Linked DNA regions of Mus musculus: regions 1, 3 and 4 are each linked to region 2. Evidence: chromatin contacts called from public HiCAR-type and promoter capture Hi-C data. All regions are on one chromosome and are shown on one strand. Each heading gives the region's core, a stretch centred on a gene start, on an enhancer-like site or on the middle of the called end of the contact. The rest is flanking DNA. Distances are from core to core; before and after follow the strand shown. Region 1 holds the start of Tcn2 (transcobalamin 2). Region 2 holds the start of Ykt6 (YKT6 v-SNARE homolog (S. cerevisiae)). Region 3 holds the start of Dusp18 (dual specificity phosphatase 18). Region 4 holds the start of Osbp2 (oxysterol binding protein 2).

What was found. Promoter capture Hi-C pulls out the DNA fragments that hold promoters and counts their contacts. HiCAR-type assays count read pairs that join an accessible place to other places.
Region 1: a contact with region 2 is called in a HiCAR-type map of kidney, with 9 times the contacts expected there. The contact joins the promoter of Tcn2 here to the promoter of Ykt6 in region 2. A contact is called at or near these places in 3 of 39 promoter capture datasets (liver and neutrophils), 1 of 115 datasets of contacts at active chromatin or transcription factors (kidney) and 2 of 9 other capture datasets (adipose tissue and liver).
Region 3: a contact with region 2 is called in a promoter capture Hi-C map of liver, with 5 times the contacts expected there. The contact joins the promoter of Dusp18 here to the promoter of Ykt6 in region 2. A contact is called at or near these places in 3 of 39 promoter capture datasets (embryonic stem cells and liver).
Region 4: a promoter capture Hi-C map of liver shows a contact between it and region 2, with 5 times the contacts expected there. The contact joins the promoter of Osbp2 here to the promoter of Ykt6 in region 2. A contact is called at or near these places in 3 of 39 promoter capture datasets (hematopoietic stem and progenitor cells and liver) and 1 of 9 other capture datasets (adipose tissue).

Annotation. Positions count from the first base shown.
Region 1 is chr11:3,930,182-3,933,340 of GRCm38.p6, forward strand. It overlaps Tcn2 (transcobalamin 2), which reads right to left and starts at 1,863. Exons shown (of 10, transcript NM_015749.3): 1 at 1,795-1,863; 2 at 1,212-1,406. The coding sequence starts at 1,275.
Region 2 is chr11:5,953,702-5,957,019 of GRCm38.p6, forward strand. Ykt6 (YKT6 v-SNARE homolog (S. cerevisiae)) reads left to right here and starts at 2,057. Exons shown (of 7, transcript NM_019661.4): 1 at 2,057-2,303. The coding sequence starts at 2,200.
Region 3 is chr11:3,893,056-3,896,499 of GRCm38.p6, forward strand. Dusp18 (dual specificity phosphatase 18) reads left to right here and starts at 2,185. Exons shown (of 2, transcript NM_173745.5): 1 at 2,185-2,462. 4921536K21Rik (RIKEN cDNA 4921536K21 gene) reads right to left here and starts at 2,071. Exons shown (of 3, transcript NM_026150.3): 1 at 1,785-2,071. The coding sequence starts at 2,032.
Region 4 is chr11:3,862,600-3,865,886 of GRCm38.p6, forward strand. Osbp2 (oxysterol binding protein 2) reads right to left here and starts at 1,304. Exons shown (of 14, transcript NM_152818.3): 1 at 634-1,304. The coding sequence starts at 1,268.

The DNA.
Region 1 (3,159 bases), core at 613-3,112, 2.0 Mb before region 2:
CATTTCATTGCACACAGAGCCTTGGCTGATGACGCAAGTGTGGTGTCCTCACACCACGCCAAGGAGGAAGGAAGGAGGAACAGTCTCGGCTCACTTCACAAAAGTCACAGCATTGGGGAAGGGACCCAATGGGAACTTTGGGACCCAAGCCCCCAAAGTTCTCATGATGGTGAAGGGAGGAACTCTCCTGTGGTCAGGCATTGGGGCTAACAGCTCAAGGCTGAGGTGGGAATCCCTGAGGACTGTCCAGACAGCAACCAGGGACCCAAGGATAAGGAGCTTTAACAGGACATGGCCAGAGAGTCTAGGCACCTATGGAAGGTGCTAGCCTCAGGTCCCAAGAACTGGATCCAGTACAGTTCTGTTATCTTGAGCTGGGGCATCATCTCTCTGATCCGTGCTTAAGGTTTGCCCGAGTTCACCTGAGACCAGATAATCAGGGTACCCGGGAGGAAGGGGAGAGATGAGACACCCCTGCTTTCTGCCTGATCCCCGGGTATGACTGTGCCTGAACCTATAACCTAAAGGTCACAATCACGTTTTGAGAGGTCCCTAGAATCTATAAGAGGTCTCTGGAGGACTATAGCCCTGGGATGACTATCTGGAGCAGTCAGGGAGAACCTTCAAGTACCTGGAATGTTTGCCGCCGCCCCCCCCCCCCATCCATTCCCTCTGGGACTTCTTCCCAAAGCCTTCTAGTCCTTCTAGTCTTTGGACATCCTTTCCCATCCTTCTCTTTGATTCGACGGACCCCCGTGGCTTTCTATTGTTGCCTCAGGGTGACTTGTTTTGCATCACTCACGGTAACCCAATTTGGCACCCCTTTTGCCCCTTTCATAGAGCATAAACCCTAGGAGAGCTGGGACAAGTCTTGTGTACTCCTGACCCTTTCTCCAAACTAAACACCGGGCCTATTAACCTATCTCAGAGAGGCCCCATGTGCACCGAGTAAATGAACAAACTGCTGGATGAACTGGGGAGACCCTGTCGGGGACAGGGGGCACGTGTCCATTCAGCATGCCCAAGCACTAAGGTCCTGTTAAAAACTGCTGTGGGAGACCTGAGGGGCAGGTAAGTTTCTCCATCCCCCACTTCCAGTTTCCAATTTCCCCAATGGACAAGGACAGCCCCCCCCCACACACACACATATATCCCCGCTCCCCTGCCCTTCTCCCCCCACCCCAGGGTCCAGACACGGGTTGGTTACTTACCACAGAATTCAGCAAGAGCCCCAAAGACTCCAGAAAGGAGCAGCAGCGCCTTCAGGAGCTCCATGGCAGGCACAGGTGGGAGGTGGGAGACTCCTGGGTCTCACCTTGAGGGCTTGTCTGACTGCAACTGTTGTCTTGCTTAGGAAGAGGCAGCTTCACTGATTAATTGTCCTTCCAACAGCCGGAAGCACGCTGCTAAATCAGCAGAGAGAAAGGGGGAAAGGTCTGTTATGGGGCAGGAGGCCAAAGAACAGAGGAAGGAAGGAAGGGCAGAGCTGCTTGTCCTCCAGATGAGAACAAAAAGGGACTCCGTGGGGCAACTCAAAGCTAACCTTATCTGTCCCGAACGCTTTAAAGACCCCGGAAGCAGCACAGAAAGCCTGGTGCCTAATCTGTCCCAAGTCTATCTGACAGTGCTCGCCGGGGTCCGCCCTGCCCCGGCTTGCACACCCGCCCCGCGCCCTCCCCCCCCCCCGCCCCCCGCACATCCCAGCCCCCTGCCCACACACACACACCCCACCCCTGCCTGCACACCCGCACCGTTGCTGCTCTGGCTGCAGACATTCAGGACTAGAGTACCTACCGGGTGCACTTCACAGGAGTCCCTGGAAAGTACTTACTTTGACTCTCGGGGTCAGAGCTGGGAAACTGTGGTGATCACGTGACGGAGCTCTCTGGCGTCAGCTGTTCTGCCAAGGAGGCGGGGCAGCTGCTGGACCCGGCCCAGACAAACAAGTCTCAATCAACCAGACACAGCCTGGGTTTCCTTGAGGCGACAGCGAAAGTTGAAGAACAAGTGAATCTAGCAAGTTGCAAAACCTTTGGGAGCAGGGCTGCAGGGCTACTTGCCCTGAACTAGGAACGTCGCTTAAAGACATCTTGGCAGAAAAAAAACATTGCTTATCTGCCCAGCCCCACTGGAGACTCGAAGGATGAATCTAGCAGCGATGGGTGACCTCTCTGAGTTTCAAGTTATTCTCTCTCTCTCTCTCTCTCTCTCTCTCGAGAGAGAGAGAGAGAGAGAGAGAGAGAGAGAGAGAGAGGGTTAAACAATATTATCCTAGCAGCAATTTCCCAGTTCCACTTGTGAAGATGTTGAGACCGTAACATGCCTCTAGTCATCTTCAAATGAGATGTTTGTTACAACTATTTTTATAGCAAACTGTCAAAGGTCACACTTTCAAGAGAATCTATTTTTGTGCCAGGGTAATTATCACAAGCTAAGACCCAACACAGATATATATGGACCTGGATAGCAGTTATTAATTAGCAGTAATTAACGTAATGCATGTGTTGTTGCTGGCCTAGGTCATGTTGTCAGAGAAACTGAAAAAGACAAAGGACTCTATCATAATGCGGGGGTCACATGTGGGGTGCACACCTCTAGCCCCAGCCACTCAGGAGACTGAAGTAGGACTGACTGGCAGCCAGCTTGAGTAACCATGAGACCCTATCTCTTTAAAAGGAGGAAGAGAAGCTGGAAGAAGAGGCGGTGGGGAGCCAAGTATGGCTCTTGGTGCACACCTATATCTAGAATGTGGGAGACTGAGGCAGGAGAATCATTCCAAGTTCCAAGCCAGGCTGGGCTACTGAGACCTCATCTCAAAACTCAGGGAGACATAAGATGGGGAGAAGGAAGAAAGAAGTGAAGGAAGGAGAGAGGCAGGGAAGGGAGAAGCAGTAATTAGCTCGGAGTAAGGCGGGAAGTCCGCATGCACGTGCATTTTGCAGGGAGAAGAGGCTCCAGTGTTGTGGGTGCTCACCAGAGAAGACTGCTCGAATGTGAGTTTGAGCCAATAGAAGTCCTTATTCGCCGGCACTGACTACACTGGGTGTCTGGGATCCCTGCGTAGTCCCTAGACTTTCTCAGGGTGAGCCTTGAAGCACAAAAACCATGTCCTGGGTTGACACATTTCAATTAACAAAAACAGTTAGCCAGAAATGGAAT
Region 2 (3,318 bases), core at 807-3,306:
GCTATGCTTGTCTTGTCAATGAATTATTTTTGCAAGCTTTTCTCTCCCCATACTTTCAGGTTTCTTGAACAAGGACAGAAATTTCTGGACGCTCTCCATCTGCATCACTTAATCTTTTTTCTTTTTTTCTTTTTTTCCCCGCATTTGCTCTGTCTTTGGCATCGTGATGAATAACCTTGCTTTTGAACTTGACCGCATCTGGAATCAACTGCTGGGCAGTCCTGTGAGCGCTTTGCTTGAGCAGATTAAAGGCAGCGGGAAGACCCACCTTAACTCTGGGCAGCAAGCACCTCCTGGTGGTAATTCATATGGAAGGATGTGGAAGAAGGAAACTTGGCTTGTCGCTTGCTTGCTTTTGCCTTCCCTGGCTAGGTCACCTACCCTGCCACCGCAGTATTTCTACACCTAAACCAATTTAGGGATTCAAATGTAGGCTGAAGACCAATCTCTCTAGGAATCAACCAGACTTTCAGCACAAGATTAAGTTTGCTAAGACATCCAGTCTTGTGGTTTGCTTAAATACCAGACTCTATGCTTCTCCAGTGTGAGACAGCCACTGTTGGACTACTTACACACACAGCATCCTGAAGCCAATCTAATAAGTCCTCTCTTAATATATATGTCCTATCAATTCTGTTCCTTTAGAGAACTTTAATACATGTATAATATGTTCATATACAAGCATGTATAGAAACATATATATGTGTTCATAGATATATATAGATGTAGATATACTTACATGTAGGTATGTATGCATATGACCTCTTCGGAGTAAGTTGTATACATAGTGTTCATCTATTTATGTTACTGTGTGTTAGTGTGCATGCATGCATGCACCAGAGACTTCTCTTATAAGGTCAGGGCAGTCAGTGACTGAAAGCTGGAAATAAAGATATAGTGCTCTTATCTAATCTGTAGACCTTGCTCAGATTTTAGCCTCCCTTTAAAGCTCTGCTTCTAACAGCCTCAAGGGCACCTTCGGCCTCTCATGAGGCTTGCTTCCTCTTTCTTTCTTTCTTTCTTTCTTTCTTTCTTTCTTTCTTTCTTTCTTTCTGTCATTTAACGTAATGGTGCAAATAACCATCGTCGTCATTGTTAAACATCTGCAATGAGCAGGACTTGGAATTTGATAGTTTATCACTTTTACCAACATGTCTACAAAAAAGGTATTTTTTGAGTCCAACAGATTGGGGGGGGGGGGTAACTTTTGCGGTGCGGAAGTACTGGGACCGAATTCAGGCTGGATAACAGCTGGGGAAACGCAGGGGAAAACAATGTCATTTGAAATTGATTAACAAGCTTGGCTTGGGGAGTTCGCATATCTCTAGATGAGACTTCCTGGGACCAAGGGAGGCTGGGTAAAGTCAGAGAAAAGCAGGAAGAGGTGCCAAGAGTGGCTGTAAGGGAGTTTGATAAGCATTTTGCTGTTCACATTGGAAGCCCAAGGTCTGCTTCTTGCTATCAATTTTCTTAATCCACATCTCTTTCTGCAAGGTCACTATCCTGGTAATTTTGTACAACTTTGGATAAAGAGGCTTTCTTCAGAAATGGTTCTCCGTCTGCCGCCTGTGGAGCCATGGTGTCAGTGCAGGTGAATATAGCTGACACCTCTGGCCGCCTGGCTTGTCGAACAAGTGTGTCCAAGCTGAGTGGCCATAGCCAGTGACGTTTCTGATTTTTATTATTGCAAGAGAAAGGATGAAGGGCCTTTCTTTTAGTCGTCTGTACTTGGGACACCCAGGGAAGAGGTTGGGTAGCCTGGTGCTGTTACACATAGAATGCAACAAAAGTATAGAGTGGGGACAGCTACGGGTTGTTTTTCTAGCAGAATGGGGAAAAAAGAGCGATGGTACGGCACAGCACTCCCCACCGGCAGCCAGGGTCCGCGCGACAGCCCGGAAGGGAACCTGCGCCAAGGCACTGCCACGCAGGCGGAGACCGAGCCTCCTGGCGCCGACCCGGGCGGACGCGGGCGCGCCCCGCCGCTTAGCTACCCGTCCGCGCACGCGCGTACCCTGCCTTCGGGCCTCCGAGGAGCGGCTGGAGCAACTCGCCACCGGAACCGGAAGTGGGCCTTACTCTAGGAGGAAGAAGCCGGCCGGGCCCCGTCAGGAGGCGGCCGCCGCTGTTCTGAGGGACTGTGGCCGCGCTCCTGGGAGCGGGTCTGGGGCTCAGCCGGCGGCCCGAAGGTGCGGCGCCATGAAGCTGTACAGCCTTAGTGTCCTTTACAAAGGCGATCCGAAAGCGGTGCTGCTCAAGGCCGCGTACGACGTGTCTTCCTTTAGTTTCTTCCAGAGGTCCAGGTAAGTGGGCCGGGCCCGGGTGGCTGGACCCGGAGTCCAGGGAGTCGAGTCTCTCGAAGGGCGAGCACGGCTTTGGCCTCCCTCGGGCGGCAGGCTGTACCTGAGGAGTCGTTAGCAACCCTGGGAAAGGGCTCTGCCCTACGCGGTATTGCCCAGTTGTAGAAAGATTGGAAGGCCATTGATTACAGACGCGCTGCCAACTGTTCTGATCTGGGATCTCCGGACTCAGAAATAAGTATGTTGACTACGCCTCGCACCCTGTGATTTAACCAGTGTTTGGTGTCTTAACCTTTGTATTTCGTCGTTGCCAGTGGTTCTCACCTTCCTTGCGCTGCGACCCTTTAGTACCGTTTCTCATGTTGAGGGAACCCTCCCACCCCCAACCATAAAATTATTTTCGTGGCTACTTCATAACTGTAATTTTGCTACTGTTATGCATATGTATTTTTGGAGATTGAGGTTTGCCAAAGGGGTTGCAGCCCACAGTTTGTGAAAGTCGCTGGTCAAAGCTCTTTCCAGAAGTTCTGTATGGAGGTGTTTCTTTTATGAGTAAAATCGTTGATTCCTCAAGGATTGGGAGTCAGGGGTCAAACTCATTCTTTTTAGTGTTTGGGCCTTGATTATCAGGAAGGGTCCACACTGGTAGCTAGGCAGGAACCACTGGATTTGTATTGCTTGTAGGCATGTAAAGGATTGTGGGGTGCTTTAATTGTAAGCTGCACAGATACCCAGTCTTGTGGGAGTGACTCAGACACAAAAGGAAAAGGGCCCAACAGGGTAGGACCTGTGGTCATCTTGACTCAACGTCTGGGGAAATCTGCTTGTTCAGGTTGTGTCTCAGCTTTTGATGGTTCTAATGACTTCATATAAGTGGGATATATAGTAGTTGGCTTTTTGTGTCCCACTGATTTTACTAAGCAGAATGACCCCAAGGTTGACCTATGTTTCTGCAGATACCAAATTTTTCTCCCCTTTAAAATATATACAGTATTGAGTTTTATGTAAACACTATGTT
Region 3 (3,444 bases), core at 935-3,434, 2.1 Mb before region 2:
GTTGTGGCCACTGCAACTAAACAGTGGCTACTGTTTACTAAAGAGTGAATTTTTGTGTTGTGCTTTTTAAAAATACAACACACATATACTTAGATATGGATTATCTTAGCCTGTCAATTGCTGTAATAAAATACTGACCAAAAACAACTTGAAGAGAGTGCTTACTTCAGTTTACAGGTTGCAGTTGCTCATCAAATAAGGCTGAGGCAGAGCTAAGGGCAGGAACCTGAAGTCAGGAACTAAAGCAGAGACCACAGTGGAAGGCTGCTTACTGGCTTGCTCTTCATGACTTACTCAACTGGCCTTCTTATACAACCCAACCACCCGCGCAGGTGTGACACTGTCCACAGTGCCCTACATCCTCCCACACCAGTCATTAGGAAACTGCTCCCCAGACACGCCCACAGGCCATCAGCTGTAGACAATTCCCCAAAAGATGTTCCTTCATCCCAGGTAAAACTAGTAGTTTTAAATTGACAAAAACTAGCCAGCACAGTGATTGGTTTGCTGCTCCGACTTCTGTTTGGTTTGTTGTTGTTGATGTTGCTTAGTTTATTTTACTTTTGAAATGATTGGCAAACCACTCTAAAGGAAACCAGGGAAATGACATACGTGCTGGTGAAGTATTTCTGAATACAGATTCCCAAACAAACAATAGCAAAAAGGGAAGAACCACACATGAATTGACTGAAACAGAAATGGCTGTCTGATACACACAGGAACAGAAGGAATACAAATAACAACTTATACTAAACTCAGTCTCTATTGGTTAGCACATCAGAATAAGATCATCATAAAATACATTCATAGTCAGACAAAACAAAAACAAAACAAAAACAAAAAAACAGAAAACACCACCACCACCAAACCCAACAAACAAAAAGATGTATATTTTGTGACAAGGTCTCGTGTATCCAGGCTGGCCTAGAACTCCCTCTTGAACTGAGAGTGACCTTGAATTTCCAATCCTCCTGCCTCCAGCACCTGAGTGCTTGATTACAATCGTGTGCAACCACGTTCAGTTAAGAAGAAAACAAAGCACCTTTAGGGGGATTCTAATAACGTTCTCCAGTTCATTTTCCTATGAGTTAGGAACAACTGTGGTCAGGCTGTGCTTGCTAATACAAAGGAACGAACATTGAAAGCTACCCAGTTCCACTTTTCTGGTTTTTATGCAGGATGACTCAACATACCCAGGTGCGGATGGGAAGACAGAGTCAACGGTCAGGAATTTACACACAAGTCTAAGTCCTATTTTCAACCAAAAAGAGACTAAATATTTAAAGACCCTCTTTACTTAGTGATGCACCAAATTTATCAAGTAATAAATACTGGTCATTTTTGAAACAAATTGTGTTTCCATAATAAATCCTCTGTAGGACTTGTTACATCCTTGGCTGATGCCGGTTGAAGAAGGGGGACAGGATTGGAGTCAAACATTGGGGAACTGAAGGCTTTTCAAGGACGCTGGAGAATGGGAAGGCCTGGAGTTGCCAAGTCGATTGGAGCCTGAGACCAATTGCAGACGTCAAGCCTACACTACGCCAGGGTCAGGATTCATTCGGAAGGCTAGAAACGGGACAGTGCCTTCGGCCCAGAAAACGGGCTTCTGAAGGTCCTACGGGTTGGCCTGAGTCTGAAAAATCCTGCGATCGGAGACATTGCTGCGATCAGAGGAACATCTAAGGGCGGAGGTTGGGGGGGGGACACGGCTGGAACAAAGTGAGTCGGATTCCCTTACGGGGTCCCGGGTCTGACAACTGCTTTGTATACCCGAGCCACACCTGAATAACAACTTGGGGAGTGGGGACCGCGGCCGCAGGAAGTAGATCTGTGGTTGGACGTGGAGGCCAAGATCCGGCTGGCTGTCCAGTCTCTCGCGCCGGAAGTTCGAACCAGAAGCGGTAGTCTCTTCGGTACCTTTCCTGTAATCCGAGCCCAAGTCCCATTTGACTGAAGGCCTTCTGGGCTGTGTAGCGGTCTCTGACTGGCTAGAGAGCGACTCAGGAAAGCTAGCAAGACCTAAAACCATGGTGGAAAGACACGCGGTCGCAGAGCAACTATCTACACTGGAGTGCGTTGCCTGGGAGACAACCGGCAAGCAGACCGCGTGACAGTCTTTAGGCGTTCTTTGTGAGGCTCTGTTGGGCGTGTTGCCTAGGAGACGAAGGGTGAGTGGGCGGGGCGTGCAGGCGGTGGGTGTAGCAATGGTCCTTCTGGCTACTTGGCGCATTTCTGTGAAGACAGGCAGCCCACCCAGCTTTTCCCAAACGCCTGGGAACTGCGTAGTCCTTCGAGGTACAGAATCAGTCGCGGGGTCCCCCTAAGCCCCGAACTGCCCATTGTTCCGCGAGGAGAAGCCGTTGCTACCAAGGTCCGGAATCATGAAGGGCCCTCTCTTTCTTGGAGAGGGTCGTCCGCGGCTCTGCCCTGAAAGATTTCGGGGGCACTGAGGGAAGGAGGTAAGATTGTTTGAGTCTTGTCACCACGTAGAGAGGCCAAGCTTCCTAGGCTTGTTGTGGCACCTTCCACTCATCTACTTGTGGACTCTGTTCCACGTTTATAACCCAGAATTTAACCAGCGCCCCACCTATATTTGCCAACTTTCTCCAGAAAGTGTAATCCACCAGAAATATCAGCCTTCAGAACTTGCTGTCTAATGATGAACAAAACTGGTTTTCCTCGAGTCTCAGGTTTCACGGCTACAAATTAACTAGATGCCAAAAGCCTGGTTGGTTGTAAAATGTAAAAAATGGAGATGACGTTTCTGTTTCCTCTCCTCCCCTCTCCCCCCCCCTCCCCCTCCCCCTCTTGAAACTCTTGAAAGAGTTCCAGTAGTCTGGTCAGGAACACCACATCTTGCTTCAGCTTCCAGGTCTGCTCTACCATGTCCTACTGTCTGTGATCGCTTCTTACTATCTTTGCAACTCTATAACAAATGCCTTTATTTGTCATTCCCACAAGCTTTGCATTTTAACTTTACCTCTGAAGGGACTGAAGAGAGCAGAAACAAAACCAAATGTCACTTGGAAGTCACATTCCTTGGAAGGCAGGAACAGGGAGACAGAACAGTGGAAAAATAACTGATTGGCCTGAGGTTACCTGAATGACTTTTCATTCTGAGAGGATAAGTTAGGCCATGACCTTATGCTAGCTGAAACTGGCCTGCCTGGGAAATCCTGATTTCTCAAAGGTTAATTTTAAGAAAACAGCTTTGTTTCTGTGACAAGGAAAAAATTAAATCAAAACAAACAAACAAAAAACCCTGTAGTTTGTTTCCTCAGCTCTTTGTTGGGGGGCAGGACCCATAAAGCAAGGGCCCCACCTTTCTCTTCTACCTCCTGAATGCTGCAGTTCCAGGTGACCATCACCAAGGCTCTTTTCTACTTGCTCTCAGTTGACTTTGAGGTCATTAATGTTGGAAGTCACACAGCTGAGCAGAGA
Region 4 (3,287 bases), core at 54-2,553, 2.1 Mb before region 2:
ATCTAGAGCGGCCTGAGATCTCAAAGCTTGCAATCCCAGGAAACAGCTAGTGAGAAAGGGAAGGAAGTCCAGCTTTAGCAGGAGGTCGTGCCAGCTCTGTCTCTACTGCAGCTCCGAAACCCAAGCTACTTCTGGAATAAGCAAGGGAACAGGAAAGCATTATCTGCTGCAAAATGTCAACTTGGGGTCCCAGGGGGTACACACTATGTCTGCTCTATCTGTGGGTCAGCGAGTCCCAGCCCAAGGCCTGGCCACCAGCAGGTGTCAGCAAAGGTAGGAAACAAATGAAGTAACCACGGGAGGTGGGACCCACAGTCCTTCCCAAGAGAGGGGTTCACTAGCTGCCTCCCTCCATGAACACAGTGAACCAGACGCAGCCCCTGGTTCCATGACCACCAAAAACAGGAGGGGAACAAAAGACCTACTCCACCCATCTCCCCACTCATCCTTTTAAACTCAAGCTTGCCAGAGGCCATGTCCACAGGTCACGTCTTCCCTTGGCAGTTGACAGGCATTACTTCTACAGAAGTTCATGCAAACATCTCAGAAGGGTTATGGTGACACCCACCCCACAGTCGAGGCCGGCCACCACCACCCTCCAACCACAGATGTCCTACCTCGGTACTTCCGTACCTGTAGTAGGACAGCAGGCCATTGCCGAGCACGAACCAACGGCGCTGGTAGCCCTTCAGGTAGTTAGTCCACTTGAGGAGCCAACCCTTGTAGCTGTCCAGAGGTGGTGAGACCATTTGGACACCAATCCCTGACACCGGAGTCCCGACAGAAATCTTCGCCTGTCCTTGTCGCAGAAAAGACTGGGTCTTTGGCACCAGCTTGGACTCGGGTTTGGTGACGGGCAAACTCCCTACTGTTGACTGCAGCGGGGACGGCATTGCCAGCTCTGGCGAAGCTTTGATGATGGACACAGACCTTGTGCCGTTCTCTGACCCCGGCCACAAGCCCTGTAGTTCCGATTCCTGCCCAACCCCTGAAGGCCTTGGCACAGACGTCGTCTGGGACCCAGGTTCGGATCTCGACGCCGGCTCAGAAATTGGCTGGCACACCTGTTTCGACAGCAACTCCCGCTCTGGTGCCTGCACAGGCTGGAGCTGAGGCTTTGACGCTGGTCCTGAGCCGAACGCGGATGAGTTCATGCCCGGCGCCGCCGTGTGGCAGGACAAGCAGGGCACAACCGTGAACAGCGACGAGAGCCCGCGGGAGCGGCCAGCGCAGCCGCCGCCTCGGCTCAGAGCGGCCGCTTTCCCCATAGAGCTGTGGACCCGAGCTCGGCGGAGCGCGGAGTGGGGGCGGGGCGGGGCGGGAGTGGGTGGGGCCTGTTCGGAGGGAGTGGCGGGGCGGAGCCGGGCGGGGTTGGTGGAGGAGTGGACGGGATGGGTGGAGCCCTCACGTGAGCGACAGAGATCGGGTGCGCGTGGGTCCCTCCGCCGCTCTGGCTAAGGTGGAAGGAACCCCGTGGGCCAAGAGTTAGGCAGACGACGTGGAAGGCACTTCACGCTTCAGGCTGCTGTCCCTCCTGTGCCAGGCGCTGGGAGAACAATGGTGAATGAAAGCCACGCGGTGCGCTCGCCACGCAACTCTGAGCAATGGGTGGGTCGTGGACAGCAAATCTCAAACCCTGGGAGTCCGACCTGAGGAAATCCAGCCTAGGCCCTCTCCCTAGTTGTGGGAACTGTAGCCACTCCACAAACTTCTGTTGGCTCATCTATACAATGAAGATAATACCTCCTTCAAAGGCTGTAATAAGATGGTGCATATGAGGCACATTTGGCAGAGTAGATGCTCCGAGAGCATCATTGAGTTATTAACTAGAGAGTTCTGTGGTACATTTTGTCAGCGACCAGAGCAGGAGATGAGAGCAAGGTTGACAAGCTTGGGAAGCAGCCACTGTGCATGCACGTGTCAGATGTGTGTGCAGCCCTCAGGGAAGGAAGCTAACTAATAAATTCTTAACGAGATGTTTCGACTCCTGAAACAAATTGCCAAGCTACCTAAGATGACAGGCCTGTCATTAGTTCTACCAAATTTGGGCAAGAGTCACAGAAGAGACAAGGTCTACAGAGTTAGAGAAACAAGAAAGACCTTCAAGGAGAAACCGCTGTGTACAAAGACCCAAACCAGGGAGAACAGCTTGTCTGGCAAATAGCTAATAGCTCAGTGTTTTGTCAAGAGGAGGGCAGGACACAGAACAGCTGCCCCACACCCCACCACAAGGAATGCCCTTTATCCTAGAGAAACCAAAGCTTCTAGAAACAAGGGAAATTTATTTTCATTTTTAAAGTGGGGGGGGGGGGGAAGGAGGTGAGATGGCTCAGTGGGTAAGAGCACTGACTGCTCTTCCAAAGGTCCTGAGTTCAATTCCCAGCAACCATATGGTGGCTCACAACCATCTGTAGTGAGATCTGATGCCCTCCTCTGGTGTGTCTGAAGACAGCTAGAGTGTACTTACATATAACAATAAATAAATCTTTGTGCCTGAGTGAACAGAGGTCCTGAATTCAATTCCCAGAACAGAAACCACATGAAGGCTCACAATCATCTGTATAGCTACAGTATACTCATAAACATAAGATAAAATAAATAAATCTTTTAAAATAAAGTGTGTTGAAACAGAGTCTTTATATGTAGTCCAGGCTGGTCTCCATCTGGAAATGTTTGTTTCTTAGAACCAGAGTTCTGGGATTACAGACGTGAGCCATTATACCTGGCCCAGAGCTTTCACTCTTAATATTCTGGACAAAAAAAAAGAAAAACTTTAAAATCTCTGATCTTTCCCAAAGAAATGTCAACTCCAAGTCTGGAGCAGGAAATGCACAAGATAGACAGAGCCACCCGGAGCAGGAGCGATGGCCAGTCTTGCTAAGGACCTGGGATTCAGGTCCCAGAACTCACACTGCAGCTCACACCATCTACAACTCCAGTCCCAGGGAGCCAATGCCCTTTTATGGCCTCTACAGGCACAAATGTGGTGTATGGGCATCTATGGGAAGGCAAAACAGCCATGCACATTTAAAAAATAAATAAATAAAAGGAGGAAAGAATAGATGAACTTATCTGGAAGATCTTGTCATAGTCAGAAGCAAAGAGTCATTCAGGACTACTGTGTTAACATGTTTTATCCAAAGAACTCAGGAGTCAATTTAAACATGACCTTATATGTTGTGTCCGGCTAGCAGATCACAGGTCTGGGTTCTAGCCTGGAAAGGCACTTTGGAAACCTGGAAGAGAAGAGGGGCTAGGCTGCGCGAGATAAGGACGGAACCAAGACA